2 separate regions of the Capsicum annuum genome follow, and region 2 is linked to region 1. A link is a contact called in public Hi-C data. All regions are on one chromosome and are shown on one strand. The core of a region is the stretch at or near the end of the contact, and the rest is flanking DNA. Distances in the headings are between cores, read along the strand shown. Region 1 has its middle 20 kb from the start of LOC107862353. Region 2 holds the start of LOC107862352 (transcription factor BIM1).

Evidence for each region. A called contact is a pair of places that touch in the nucleus more often than the background predicts.
Region 2: a Hi-C map of leaf shows a contact between it and region 1, with 5 times the contacts expected there. The contact joins the promoter of LOC107862352 here to the enhancer-like site in region 1. A contact is called at or near these places in 5 of 5 Hi-C or Micro-C datasets (bud, leaf, pericarp and 1 more).

Annotation. Positions count from the first base shown.
Region 1 is chr3:251,601,729-251,605,368 of UCD10Xv1.1, reverse strand. No RefSeq gene overlaps it. Among protein-coding and RNA genes, the nearest start is that of LOC107862353, 20 kb to the right of the region's middle. Within about 2 kb of position 2,223, at least 3 of the 5 cell types and tissues checked have an H3K27ac peak or open chromatin away from gene starts, as enhancers often do. A contact at or near this core is called in leaf and pericarp, where this site is marked.
Region 2 is chr3:251,639,666-251,642,974 of UCD10Xv1.1, reverse strand. It overlaps LOC107862352 (transcription factor BIM1), which reads right to left and starts at 1,379. Exons shown (of 12, transcript XM_016707907.2): 1 at 1,065-1,379; 2 at 620-942; 3 at 404-472. The coding sequence starts at 656.

The sequences.
Region 1 (3,640 bases), core at 974-3,473:
TGCAGGATGAAATTGTAACAAAAGATTTCCACATCTTCCATCTACTTTGTTCATCACAGAAATAAAAGTAATACTAGCAGGAAAGTGCACAGTTGTTACAGTGCAGTACGTAAATACATATGTGGTCACGTATCAAAAAGAAAGGACGAGGTAGGGGCATGTTGTGAGTGAGTTAAAACACTGCAACTCACGTGCTTATGCCCAATACGACAAACTACCTACCTACTTATTCAAAATGGTACTGTCGCTCCTCACTTCCAAATATTGATCAGTTATAATGTCTCTTGCCTAAATAGACTAAACTTAAATTTTGTAAAAATATTTTATTACCTACTTTCTCCATTTAAAAAAAAAAATAATCTAATTTGACTTGGCACGAAATTTAAGAAAGTAAGAAGACTTTTAATTCTTGTACTCCCTTTAATCTTGTGGTTTTAACATATCATGTGTAAAGTTGAAATTTAAGTATTGTTAAAAAAGTAAAAAGGTCATTTATTTTGAAAGAGATTAAAAAAAAAATCATTCTTTTTTAATCGGAGAGGGTATTATATGTATTATAATAAAAACAAAAGTAATTTTAGTAGATACTAAAAAATTTTTAATCAGATTAAATATTTTTCCTTTTGATGATTATCCAATATATCATCAACTAATGTTTGTTTGGATAGCTGTTGTTATCTCTGCTTAATCGAATTAAATCTCGAATTTAAATTTCAGAACGGGAAACCTTTTCTCCTTTGTGATATTAATAACAACGCGATATGATTTCGAATCAGATAGGTTTAGTTAGACATAAAATGACTACACTCACAACTTGTTATATTGATCGATAAAACTACTATAAGGTATTTAATTAATTAAATTTCAAGATTTGAGCATGAATGACATGTCCTTTTCGTACTCAGTTTTGATAACCACTACCTGTATGATTAATACCCATTCATCAATAACATTTCAAATATGTGTAAAATCAATTGGTCCAAGCAGAAGTGTTTATTATGAATATATAGGCAGGAAACTCTTCTACCCAAAATTAGTTAGTAGCTGAATACGATTTGTCCAAAAGTTTAATAAGTTAGCCAACCATCTTAACAATAATTTGTGGCAGACAGTACAAGTTTTACTGTTTTTTTTTTTATAATTTTAATCTAATTTGAATATTATTTGGTAAAATAAATAAACTGAAACTAAGCTTTGATAGAATTTAATCATCTATATACGAACAATATGGATATATATATAATTAAGGAGTCCAACACCAAAATGAAACTTTTTCCAAGTCAATGAAGCAAAAGGGTTGCCATAAATTGTGTGTACCAAAACAAATTGTTCGTACTAACTGCAAATTTCATAAACTAGGTAAACGTTTGTTTGCTCCTTTTTTTTTTTTTAGGAAAAATCTTTTTGGCCACAATTTTTTTGTCACAATTTGGTCATAATGAAAAAAAATTGCGTTCATACTTAACTTTTAGACTTTTTTGCCCTTTTATGGTAAAATCTAAACAAGGCTATAAAAGTCTTTTCACAATTATGGTCAAATTTGGATCAAAAAATTATAATCATTTAGCACTTTCCTTTTTTTAAATATAACAACAATCACCAGCACTCTTATAGAAAAGTGAGTCATGCACAGTACAGTAACTTAATTATCTACCAGCTACTTGTTTATTTAAAACAACTGATTAAGACTTTAGTTAGTCAATGAGAAATACAATAAGCTAAGGTAACGTGATTTCATTAAATTAATTAATAGAGCTGTGGATTACATTTATGTCTAAAAGAAAAGTTAAGATTCCCAATAATACGCAAAGACTGCAAAGGTTCATGAATACAGCGACGTCAATTGCTTTCTTTTGAAAAAAAAAAAAAAAAAAAGTTCGAATTGTTTCTCAAGAAACAAATACGATTCTTTATGTAGGTCTAGGTCCTATGTATAATACATGCTTAACTCCTTTTTTGAATAATTCAAAGAATACTAAAATTTTAAAAAATATCCTCTAAGACTAAACTAAATAAATTATATTTAAGAAAGTAACACAAAGATTTCAGAAAATAAAGTTTTTTCAGACAGAAAATAGAAACTAAGAATGCACGACGATATATTAAAATTTTTGCTATGCACTGAATCTAAGAAAAAGCCGGACCATGTGGGTTGATGAATTCAAAGCAGAGATGAAACAATAAAATATCTTTTTGTGTAGTTCTAGTCTTTAATTCTAGGTAAAAGCTTGTAGTAGTAATTAATTAGTACTAATATTCATTCGATTATTATTATATTAATGTAAAGAAGGGAGAACAACGCAGAAAGATTAGAAGTTCCATAATCATTAGTTTTAGAATTTACTCTTCCAAAATAACCTGAAATGTAAATTATTAAATAATTAAAGTAATTAATTGTAAACAAGAAGCTTCCCTGTAGCGTGGACATTCTCTACTTAAGGTATCATTATAGGGATCAGTTAAATATGATTATATAGTGTCGGAGGATTAGGATAATGTATATTGTAAACTCTTTGTTTTTTTTTCTTTATTTGTGGGATTATGAATAAAAAGTTAGCCCAGGATAATTATTATTATGAATTAAAAAAATAAAAGTTAGTTTTACGGGACAGGTGGCAATCTGACCGTGAAATCCGGTAGAGTCACGTGATTAAAAAATGTCTAGTTGATACATCGTCCGCCTCCCAAATCACGTGGCCAACTCACGCGGTGATGTGGTGGCCCCCACATATTATACGCGAATCTGATTTTCTTTACATTGTTAATATATTGTGTAGTTTATGTAAAAAGAGTTTAATGCAAGTACTAGGCCGAATAACTAACTACACCCTTCATAATAATATAATAGTTGTGTGATAAAAAGATGTCATTTAAATTTAAATGTAAATTTTATAAGTGATAGTTTGATCAGTTATATTATATACAGTAAAATATTAATTAATTAAGAATTTTTATATTTAGAAGATTGATAAAAGTGGTGAAAATAAAAATATTATGATTAATGTGTGAATTTAGCAGGAGAGATGAGATTGAAAGTGAAAATAATTGAGGTAAAAAGAGGATGTTATCAGAGAAAGATGCGGTGTAAAAAATAAGATTGAAATAATTCGAGATGAGAAGATGCATGATGTCACAGTATAAAGATGTGGAGAGATTGGTCTTGGATGAAGAGGTAAAAAAATATCGAAAAAGTATTGAAAGAGATAATTAGGTAGAACATGTTTAAGTGTAGTTTAGCAAAAATAGAAACTTAGAAATATTTGGAGGATATGAACTAGTGTCAAAGGTTAATATATTGTAGTGTATAGATACAAATAAGTGGGATTATCCTATTTTGTTGTCCTTACTAATAGGCATATAAGTACTCTTGTAATATCTTGTTCTTTGATATCAGCTATTATTTATTATTTCGTATAGTTTAATTACAATACTATTTATTATAGTACTATTCTAATACATACAAACTATTATTTTTGTTACTATTTGTTGTCTTTTGTGCTTATATTATGTTTTTTTAAAATTATTTTTGTTTCGAGTGGGGTATATAGGATACAATATTTCTATCTCATCTTTTAGGTAGAGAAGTTTTCGTATTCCTTACTCTCTCTAAACATCACTTTGTGAAATTATATTAAATATG
Region 2 (3,309 bases), core at 130-2,629, 38 kb before region 1:
ATTTATGGATAAACTAACAAAAAAAATTAGCTCACAGTTTGCGCACTTATAACCAAAAAAACAATTAACTAAAATCCACTACTAATAACGTGTATAAATAACTAAGATATAATCTAATAACTCTCAAGTTAAGTGCATAATATAAATGATAGAATATTAAATAATTTCTCATTTAAGAATCTTTTAAAAATAAAGGGCTGCATCTTCTCCAAAATCAATGACAACAACACATGCACCCCAAACACACCTTTTGTTGGAAAAAAAATAAATCTCACAAGTAAAACAGAAAGACAAAAAAAAAAAAACCTTTTATCTCCGTTAAAAATAATAAACCTAAACAAAATATGATAATTATCTTTTATCCAAAAAGAAATAAGTATCCTGCATGCGCGAAAAATCTTACCTTGGGGAGGTGTTGGATCTTGTTGAATAGGTGAATACAGTGAAAGAAAGTCATGCGTCGTCTTCCTCCCTGCAACAATCACGTACACATAAATCTAAATTTTCTATCATTAGTTTCGATAAATTAGTAAAACTATTTTTCAAAGAAAATTGGAGACGGAGACGGAGGGAGTGTTATTATCCAATACAAAAAAAGTGAAGCTAAAAGTAGTGTTACCTTCTGTTCCAAAAGGTCTGGGCTGAGGCAGCTCCATCCAAAAGCTTAAATTGTGTGTTCGCCAGATCAAGTAATTAGACCAGAATTCAACTGAATTTCGCAGATTAATCTCTTTGTAAACCAGAATTCAACTGAATTTTGCTAATTAAGATGTTGCGTATATCGAAAATTCTGTATTCAAATCTCTTTATAGTAGCACAGATCCGCCTCCAACGAAAATTGGAGGCGCATTAGCAGCAGACTGGCAAAATCTTCTGTAAAACTAACTTCAAGAACTTGTAGATTATTTCACGATAAAATTCACTCCAATTCTCTTCACTTTCCTGGAAAATTACAAGTTTCGTATAAGAAACGGGCTAATTAATCATAATTCAGCTGAAAATATACGTAATAAAGTAGAGAATTTACAGAACAAAAGAGATCCAGAAGGAAGATAGATACGTACTTTTAGATGAGAATTGTCGATGAATAATGCATAATTGAGATGGGAATTCCTCCGAAAGAAATGAAAACAATAGTTTCCCAAACGTAATAAGGAAGTGATCCAAACAGTGACTTTTGAAAGATATTGCTGGTAGGCCCTCGTCGTCTCTTGTCTAACCAAAACTCAATTCACTAATTTACATGAGTATATATTGCCGCCTCAATTTTGCTTCAATATACAGAAAAATAAAATGGGACTCGTAGATCACAGAAATCTGAATATATCTCTCTACTTTCTTTTTTTTTCTGTGAGGGAGGGAGGGACTTTGGTGAGAGGAGCTTTAACTTTTAAAGGCAGCGTTCATCGTTTTCGTTTTCACTCCGTTAAGTTAACACACTCACGTAACGTCGTTACGGCGCATTAACGGCGTTTGGCTCATAGTTTGACGGTCTTTTAAGCATATTCCCTCCGTCCAATCAAACTTGTTTATATTTAATAGAAAGAATAAAAGAATGGTTATATTTTCATCATTTTAAAAAAAATTTATTTATTTTAACTTGGTGTGAAATTTTAAAAGTAATAAATTTTATATCATAAATTATTATTATATCTAATGTATCAAAATATTCTTTAATTATGTAATATCAAAAATATTAAAGTTGAAATTAAAATATTAATTTAAAAAAAGATTATTTTTATGAACGAACTAAAATAAAAGTAAGTCATTTATTTTAAAGAAGAAAAATATTATTTATTAGTCTTTCAAACTATACAATGATTATTAAAAATATATTTTTAGTAACATGATCAAGAAAAAAAAGATGAAGAGAATAATTATTTTTAATCTACATTGATACCTATTTAGAATTTGATTGAATTCAAAATAGTATATTATACGATTCTTTTATAACCGTGATACTTCTAATAAAAAAAATTAATTTTAAAATTTAATAGTGGGATTAACTATTTCGGCTAACCTAATGACCGTTTACTAGACTGTCGGATCAAGGTGTCATGGAATTCAGTTCACTGCTAGTGGTATAAAATTTGATTTTTTTATATTTTTGGCGATCCCGAGTAATAGTATTAGTTTATTTAGCAACTAAATCTTTTAATAATATTATAAAAATTATAGTAATTAGGAAAAGCTACTCCATGTTCCGGTTAAACTAATAGTGATGCATTAATCTGTCCCATTATTTCGAAAAGAAACGGCTCCTCCACATCTAACATAATGTTAAAAATAATTTATTGAGTAAGAGGCAGAATGAGTATCAAATTCCACTTATTAACAGATTCAAAAATATAACTACACGCTGTGATATAAATTTTTTATTTCACTATTTCTCGAACACGTAAATATCTGACAGATTAATTTAAAATATTATTTTGTGTATCTTTGACAATAATTAATTTTATATTATGAACCAAGAACAAAAGCATGCAACTTGGACAAAGGCTAATCAGCACCTCTCCGTTTCTATTTTTTATTTTCTAAACGATATTTGATGTCCGTTTTGAAGACTCAAATTATTCAAAAACATCGAATGCAAACTATTAAAAAGAATTTTTAAAACTTTTATCATTTCAAAATTGAGATTACTAATTAAGAATAAAATGATTACATCGATCGCATCATAACCTTCGATGGTACCACCTCTCCATTATAAATATATTATACTTCTTTACTTCTAATTTATATGTCATAATTGAAATTTTCAAACTTTAATCGTGAATTCGTACCCGAAAGTTTTAAGGTTTTTGATATAAAATTTATATATTTAAAAACTACATAAAATATTGGGCATTTTACATAAATCCCAATATTTTATTACCTAATTACTCTCTCTCCCAACTTTTATATTAATTACGTGATATCTCGGATATGATACATTATTTAATCTCATATACATAAGTTTATGAAACATTACTAACTAATTAATTAGAGATAAAAAAGGAAAAAATCAGTAAAAGAGCCTATAATTTAGTAATTAACACACTTAATTTAAGATTGTGTCTATTTAATTACATAAAATCTGTAACAACTTCTTTATTTGAAATTTGAATAGTTAAATCAAGATTCATCAATCATAATCTTTCAAAACTATTTCCTTCTCCAATTGTCCATTCCATGTTCATCATAAAAAATCTCATTCCTAACATTCAGAAAAAAATTAAACACAATATATGAATTTGATGTCTTAGAAGTACAAATCTCATATCCCATATATATCTTTCTATGTAAAAAAATTTAATGTATCAAAAA